2 separate regions of the Mus musculus genome follow, and region 2 is linked to region 1. Evidence: chromatin contacts called from public HiChIP or PLAC-seq data. All regions are on one chromosome and are shown on one strand. Each heading gives the region's core, a stretch centred on a gene start, on an enhancer-like site or on the middle of the called end of the contact. The rest is flanking DNA. Distances are from core to core; before and after follow the strand shown. Region 1 holds the start of Echs1 (enoyl Coenzyme A hydratase, short chain, 1, mitochondrial). Region 2 overlaps Ptdss2 (phosphatidylserine synthase 2).

Region 1 (4,041 bases), core at 633-3,132:
ACTTTCCAGAGCAGACAGCAGGCGGGAGCCAGCCAGAGCCCGGGCCTGCTGGAGCAGTATGCCTGGTGGGACAGAGACTGATCCAATGCACCATTTGTTCTAGGAGATCTGGAGGGCCAACCAGCTCAGACTTGGGGAGTGCAGCCCACAGACTTAAGGTGAGGGAGGTAAACCTGAGAGTGAAGGTCTGTGTTCTGGGTGATTTGTTCCGTTGTAACTTAAGTGTGAGGTACGTTACTGAACAGTAGGCTGTCTACCATTCCGGGAAGCAGGACATGACAGCCAATCCAGGTTGGGATTCAGGAGGAACCCTTGCCCCAGAACGTGGTTAAGAATTCACAGTGGACCCAGAAACTTAGGATACCCAAGATATAAGATACAATTTGCTAAACGCATGAAACTCAAGAAGAACGAAGACCAAAGTGTGGACACTTTGCCCCTTCTTAGAATTGGGAACAAAACACCCATGGAAGGAGTTACAGAGACAAAGTTTGGAGCTGAGACAAAAGGATGGACCATCTAGAGACTGCTATATCCGGGGATCCATCCCATAATCAGCTTCCAAACGCTGACCCCATTGCATACACTAGCATGATTTTGCTGAAAGGACCCAGATATGGCTGTCTCTTGTGAGACTATGCCGGGGCCTAGCGAACACAGAAGTGGATGCTCACAGTCAGCTATTGGATGGATCACAGGGCCCCCAATGGAGGAGCTAGAGAAAATACCCAAGGAGCTAAAGGTGCAACCCTATAGGTAGAACAACATTATGAGCTAACCAGTACCCCGGAGCTCTTGACTCTAGCCGCATATGTATCAAAAGATGGCCTAGTCGGCCATCAACAGAAAGAGGCCCATTGGACTTGCAAACTTTATATGCCCCAGTACAGGGGAACGCCAGGGCCAAAAAGTGGGAGTGGGTGGGTAGGGGAGTGGTGGGGAGGGTATGGGGAACTTTTGGGATAGCATTGGAAATGTAAATGAGGAAAATACTAAATAAAAAATATTAAAAAAAAATTCACAGTGGAGTACTAGAAGTCTGTAGAGGAGTTGAGCCAAGGAGTGGGAAGGGAGGAACTATTCAGCTGGCTAGGAAGGAAAGTGGGTGTGTCGGTATGGGCTACGCTGATTGGGTGGCTTGAAGGACACGATCAGGAGAGACTGTGGAAACAGCAGAGACTAGACAGGAGGCACTATGGACAAACCTTTCCCAATACCCAGGCTGTCTTACTTAACCTACTTTCACATTCTCTTAAAGCTACCTAAACACATGGGATTTCACAACCAACATGCATGTTCCCAGCTGACACTCATAAAAGTTCGAGCGTTGAGAAGCTATTACACCCAGAGCCCTCCCACTAGACATGGCTTCGAGGTGCTAGGATCTGGCTGGGCTTGTAAGGTGAGACTAAGGTCAGACTGAGGAGCGGGGAACGGGGTAAGGAATTGGGAAGGGGTCAGTCGAGCGCTGGAGTTGGAGGCTCAGAAGGAAGATCACCAAGCTAGAGTCAGTGGTCACTTGCAGGAAATCTGGGTTTAGTGTGGGGATGCGTACTCGAATCCAGGGTCCAGGTACTTCAGAGTCAAGTGTTGGGAGTGCATGCTTGTGGAAGTAGGGGGTCAGACAAAAGATCTAGAGTTAGGAGAGAAGGGCCAGGATCAAGTGAGGATGCGTGCAGGCCGGGGTTTAGGGACCACCCAGAGGTTATGGGTGGAGAAACCACCCAACGTGGGTGGGGTGACGCACCCCGCCGGTGTCCGCACTCACCCGAGGCGAAGCGCCGTAGTTCTGGGCAGCGGACTGAGGACAACAGTGAGCTACAGGCTCTGGGCAGCAGAGCACGCAGGGCCGCCATGGCGGAGAGACGATGTGTTCCGCCCACAGAATCGCCCCGCCTGCAGAATCGCTCCGCCCCAGATCCCAGGCGGGATGAAGACGGAAGCTTAAGGGGTGGACCCGTGACCTGAGCGGGCTGGTACAGAGGGCGGGGTGGGGCAGCGTGGGGTGCTGGGCTGCGGTTCTTGGAGTAGTCTGTTAATTGCATCACTTTGGTGGTGTGCCCTTGGCGGGTGCCCGGTTTACGAAGCCAGACTGGGAGACATGGCTGTGCCCTTTCCCCTGTGATGGCCGTATGCTTTCGTTCTTGACCAGGGGAAAAACTACGGGAAGACGCGATCACAGATACAGTAATAAAGCATAAAGCGGTAAAGTGCAAGACGGTTTTGTTTAGCTTTGTGTGAGGGTCTTACTTCATAGCCCTGGTTGGCTGGAACCCTCCTTATGGGCCAGGCTGTTTCTCAATCTCACAGAGATCCATTTGCCTCTGCCTTCCAAATGCTTGGATTAAAGGCATGAGCCATTATACCCTGCTCCAGAGGTATTCTTTACATGACAACTGACTAGCTTCATAACACCAGGTTAGAAATAGCTGTGATTTTACAAGATGAGAAGATTTCACATAAATTTAAAAGAAAGCCAATGTTTTGTTCACGTAAATTATCTTGAATTATAACTTAAAAATATTTAGCAAGTATTATCAGGCCTTCATTTGTATTCTTGCCCTGGTCCTGCAAACCCTAGGATAGAGATAAAGGACAGAATCTCCAGACAAAAGCAAGCTTGATACTGTTATGCCGGGAAGTTTGTGAACCCCAAAAGTCCACCAAGGAGCCTTTTCGATGTAATAGTATTAGGGTCTCTATTACAGGCTCAGGCTTGGGCCCTCTCCTCCAACTCAACCCTGACACAGCAGGACAGGAAGGGAAGGCAGAGAAGCCTTGAACTCTCATCTGGACAGGGCTTTACAAGAAATGGAAGGTAAGAGAGGGGGTGTCCATCTTGGAAAGTATCTAACTGAAGGTCTATTGTAAGCCGACTGTATTCAGTCACAAAGGGTCTGAAAGTGCATCTGAAACAATCAGGCTAGTCTTTGTTTTACTGTTGTTAGGAAGTAGCTACAGAGTAACGCTGGCCAAGGACAAGCCATGGGGTCTTTCCTGGTACGTGGGTACAACCTGGGTTCTTCTGTAGGTCAAGTTCTCAGGCTTTTTTTTTTTTTTTCTTTTAGATAGAGGCTGGTCCCAAGATGGAGTAGGTTTGGATTCTCAATACTTTAAAGAAAACAATCCAAACCAGAATAGAACAGTCAGCAAACTTTATTTCAAGACTAAGATAGAATATAAACAGAAACAGACCACCACCAAACCTTTGCTCCAGGTCTCTGTGTTAGCATAGGCTAAGCAACCATGACAGTAGTTCCAAAATGAAATGTCTCAAACACAATTTATTTAACAACCCAGGACTGGTGTTGAGGTTAGGTGCCTAATATTCTCTTGAGTTTAGGGACAAAGGAATAAACACCTAAAGAGTGAGAATATTGTATTTGTCAGGGTTCTCTAAAGGAATAGAACTGATATAATTCTCTCTCTCTCTCTCTCTCTCTCACACACACACACACACACACACACACACACACACGTTTTCTGGGATGCTTTAAAAACTGCAAATACTGGGCTGGAAAGATGGCTCAGAGATTCGGAGCACTGGCTGCTGTTCCAGAGATCCTGAGTTCAATCCCCAACAACCACATGGCTTGCAGCCATCTGTAATGAGATCTGGGACTCTTTTGTGTGTGTGTGTGTGTGTGTGTGTGTGTGTGTGTGTGTGTGTGTACTTATGATTAGAATGGCTTACAGGCTTTGGCCCAGTTAACCCAATAGTGTCTGTCTCCTGATAGCAAGTTCAAGAATCCAATAGTTCAGTCCACAAGGCTGGAGGGCTCAGCTGGTCTTCAGCGTAGTTGGAATCCAGAAGATGTAGCTCTAATATTGATGAGGAAATCCTCAGGATCAGGCTGTAAAAACTGGCCAGTGAGAACGAGGGTGAGCAGGCAGAAAGCAAAGACTTCTTTCTTCTGTGCTCTTTATATAGGGTGCATGAGAGATTTTTCTTGGTTGGATCATTCGAGGTAAGAAGACCAGATATAGGCTTACCTTCCTACCTCAAATGATCCAAGAAAAATCCCTCACAGATGTTCCCTG
Region 2 (4,041 bases), core at 1,058-3,557, 1.0 Mb after region 1:
ACGTTCTTAACGCACGGAACCTCCCTGGCTCTTGAGTACCATAGTGCATTCAGGGATGGAGCGGCGTTAGGAGAAATCTGCAGGCATAAATATGGTTTGTGTTAAAACACTTTTCCTAAATAAATGCAGAAGACTAAAAGTTCATACTAATTCATGATAAGAAATTGAACATATTAGAATTCTGAGATTTTCACCCCTGGAAGAGCTGTCCAGCAGAGCAGGTCAGCAGCATCAGTACATCTCGGAGGAGGAGGAGGAGGCCCTCACTCCCAGCACCGTGGCCCTTCTGTGCCTCTGCAGCAAGGCAAACGGAGTAAAGGCCTCGGGACTCAAGAAGAGGAAAGCATCTCACATTTCATAGAGGAGTTCTGTGTAACTTCACTTAGTCCTTGCTTACAAAGATTCTATGAAGGACACCTGAGCATTCCCTTAAAAAGACTGTCTGATCAGGAGCCTCCTGAGGCTGGGTGGGGCCTAGCGCCCCAGAGCAGAGCCCCTGACATTGCTATTATCTTGTTGTAGCTTACTGGCGGTTTTGGCTGTGTGTTAGTGTGGTCTACGAATTGTTTCTCATCTTCATCCTTTTCCAGGTAAGCAGCTTTTCTTGGTTGATAAAACAAGTATAGATAATAGAGGAGGCTTGAATCCTCAGGCCCCAGGGTGCTGGCAAGAAGCCAGGCTGGACCAGCACGGGTAGACACAAACTGTCTTACCCTCCAGGCTGGCCCATATGGAGGAGTGTCTTAGTGTGGGTACAGGCACAGGCTGCTGCCATCTTTGTATGCAAGCCGGGACAGACACAGGGGAGACAGCTCCTCTGATGACAGACAGGTCAAGTGCAGTAGCTGCCGCTTTAGGAACTTGGGCCTGCCTGGGACCCGGGGGAGCTGGTGGGATTTGCAGCTCACCAGGGGGGTGGGAGGGGAATGGAGTATTGCATTATGTGTTCACTAATGGTCCACTCTGCTTCAGTCACTGAATTCTGAGTTCCATGAGTGAGTGAGTCACTAGGGTTTTTATTGTGCTAAATCCACCACACCGTCTGGGGCAGTTATGCAGGGCTGAGTCCCTGTGCATGTACAAACATCCTAGTAGACCCAGAACAGTTCCGTATCTAGAAAACTCACTCAGATCTCTTTGATAGTCTCTCTGTTCTACTCTCCAGTTACCTGCCATCTGTCAAGACTTGTCTTGGAACACCCCGAGGGTGTTCTTGATAACCCATATCATGTCTTTGAGGTCCACCCAGCTGTATCGTTGGTACAGTGTTTCTTCTTTCCTGAGGGACATTTCAGGACCCAAGAGGCATTTGGTTTCCCATTAGGAGCTGCTGTGAATCAAGCTGCTCTCAACAATCCTGTTAGGGCTTGTGGGATACAAAGTTGCATTTCTCTCCTAGACAGGCCCATTGTGGTCTCACTGGTCTCATCACACAGGCCTTTAATGTTTGAGGAGCTGCCAGATTGCATTCCAGCATGGCTGTGCCATCTTGCATCCCACCAGCGCTGACCTAGAATTCTGCTGCTTTATGCCATCTTTCAGTTCTGTTGTCTGAGTTCTGTTGTCAGAGCTGGATTTGCTGGCGGTGAATGGAATTATATCCTAATGGGTATAAGGTGACATCTCTTGTTTTGTCTTTTTCCTGCCAGAGATTCACTTGAAAACACCATAGCACACCTAAGTGTCTCATCTCCAGGGCTCCTCTGGACTGTATAGGTCACAGACTAAGCTACTAACGGGCTGTCAGCTCTGCAAAGGCTGGTGGGTGTCTGGTAGGCCAGGTGGCCATGGCAATCTTCCACACTTTGTTCTTCTCTTTCTTTTCTTTTTTAAAGATTTATTTTTGTTTTGTTTTGTTTTTTTCCAAGACAGGGTTTCTCTGTGTAGCCCTGGCTGTCCTGTAACTCACTTTGTAGACCAGGCTGGCCTCGAACTCAGAAATCCGCCTGCCTCTGCCTCTGCCTCCCAAGTGCTGGGATCCAAGGCATGCGACACTACACCCGGTGATTTATCTGTTTTATACAAGTACACTGTTGCTGTCTTCACACACCAGAAGAGGGCATCGGATTCCACAACAGATGGTTGTGAGCCACCATGTGGTTGCTGGGAGTTGAACTCAGGATCTCTAGAAGAGCAGTCAGTGCTCTTAACCACTGAGCCACTTTTCCAGCCCCTGTTCTTCTCTCTCATGATTGCCCCGTGTCAGCTGATCTCCTGCATTTCCAAGTGAATGCTAGACTCTCTTTCTGGCTATGTAAGAGAGCTGGTGAGGTTTCGTTTTCTTTGTTTGCAATGCTGGTGGTGGAATTCAGTCCTCCTGCATGCTAGGCAAACGCTCTACTACTGAGCCCCACCCCAACCCTAGCAGGTGAGATGTTAACAGAGGTCGAATTGATCAGTTTAGAACACTGCCACCACAGTGTTAGATCTTGTGGTTCATGGACTTGAGGTATCTTTCTATCCCCTTATAGCCCCTTAATGACTTCCTATTATACTTTATAGTTTTCATAATGTACATTTTGTACTTGCATTGTTAAATTATTCCCAAGTATTTAATTTGCTAATAGGGTGTAGAAATAGTTTTTGTGTTGATGTGTGTCCTGTGGCCTTGCTAACCTTACCAGCTCTAGTGCTTGTGCAGGCTTTGTTGTTGTCTAGCCCCTGCCATCTGCACCAGGATGCTGCCACACTTCCTTACAGTCTGCTGTTTCCCACTCTTGCCTGACTCCCCTAGCTGGGCCTTCCGGAGGCTGATCACAAGCATGGACCTCCTTACCTGGTTCTGGACCTTATCGGAGTATCCAGCCTTTCTGCGAGGTGCAATCTGAGCTCTGACTTTTCTCAGAAGCCTTCACCGAGCGGGAGCTGTTTTGGTTCTGGTGCAGCTGGCTTCTGGTTTTCATTATTCCGTGTTAGACTTTTTGATTTTGTGAGATGCGTTTTCTACATTAAGTAAGATGATTGTGTGAGTTTTTCCTTTATTGATGATGGTATTTGCACCAAATAATTTTTAAAATGTGGTTTATTTGGGATGTTGGTTTGGTCTGGTTTTTTTTTTTTTTTTTTTTAAAGATTTATTTATTTATTATATGTAAGTACACTGTAGCTATCTTCAGACACTCCAGAAGAGGGAGTCAGATCTCGTTACAGATGGCTGTGAGCCACCATGTGGTTGCTGGGATTTGAACTCTGGACCTTACCAGTCGGGTGCTCTTACCCACTGAGCCATCTCACCAGCCTCCTGGTTTTGAAACAGGGTCTTGTTGTATAGCCCAGGCTGGCCCTGAGCTTGCTGTACATATACTTAAGTCCTCCTGCTTCTGCCTCCCCGAGTGTTGCTGTCAGAGGTGTGCATTGCAATGCCTGGCATGATTTTCTTCTTGGAAGCTATGGGCATTCCTGAGAGGAGGTGGTGGTGTCTAACCCTGTCTGGAGTCTGGATCCAGCCTCCTAGGATTCTGCCCAGGATCTTTGCATCCTTATTCATGAGATACTTTCTTAGATTGCCTTCCTTGAACTGTTTTTTTTTTCCTCTGTCTTCGGCATTGGAGTTCATTAGGATTTGTCTGCTGTATTTCTTAGGATTTGGCCGGATTTAAGATATAAGCAGTCTGTCAGTGGGGCTTCTCCCTGGTAAGACTAACCCTGACCGTGGAGAGGCTGCTAGGCTTCCCTCATACAGGCCTTTAACTGCCTGTGTCTGTCTGCTCTCTTGAAGGAAGTTTCTATGTGCTATCCATGTCCGGGTAGGAGCCAGGACTTGGGGTTCACTATCTCAGGGTTGTGTATCTATGTATTATGGAGTTCCTCTTGAGGAAAACCTGTCTCTATCCAACCATGTGTTAAGTGTCTAATAATTTGTTCTTATCAGCATGACTCAAAGTTATTTGTTCAGGTTGTATACTCAAATACTGCTTTTATGTTTTTGCTGAAGTTCTTTAGACCCTAGCACTCTCCTTTAGTTTCTGTCTTGTTTGACACATCCCCTTCTTTAAGGGTTCTTGGTTTTTTATGTGTTTGACTCAGACTATAGATGTTCCA

The links. HiChIP or PLAC-seq counts read pairs in DNA pulled down with a chosen protein or histone mark.
Region 2: a contact with region 1 is called in an H3K27ac HiChIP or PLAC-seq map of embryonic stem cells, with 3 times the contacts expected there. The contact joins the enhancer-like site here to the promoter of Echs1 in region 1. A contact is called at or near these places in 1 of 39 promoter capture datasets (cranial neural crest), 2 of 484 Hi-C or Micro-C datasets (B cells and embryonic stem cells) and 4 of 115 datasets of contacts at active chromatin or transcription factors (astrocytes, embryonic stem cells and stem cell-derived neural progenitor cells).

The regions. Positions count from the first base shown.
Region 1 is chr7:140,114,539-140,118,579 of GRCm38.p6, forward strand. It overlaps Echs1 (enoyl Coenzyme A hydratase, short chain, 1, mitochondrial), which reads right to left and starts at 1,883. Exons shown (of 8, transcript NM_053119.3): 1 at 1,769-1,883. The coding sequence starts at 1,856. It also overlaps a transcript of Paox not described here.
Region 2 is chr7:141,146,559-141,150,599 of GRCm38.p6, forward strand. Ptdss2 (phosphatidylserine synthase 2) reads left to right here. Exons shown (of 12, transcript NM_013782.4): 4 at 523-590. Among named protein-coding and RNA genes, the nearest start is that of Ptdss2, 17 kb to the left of the region's middle. Within about 2 kb of position 2,308, at least 16 of the 459 cell types and tissues checked have an H3K27ac peak or open chromatin away from gene starts, as enhancers often do. A contact at or near this core is called in embryonic stem cells, where this site is marked.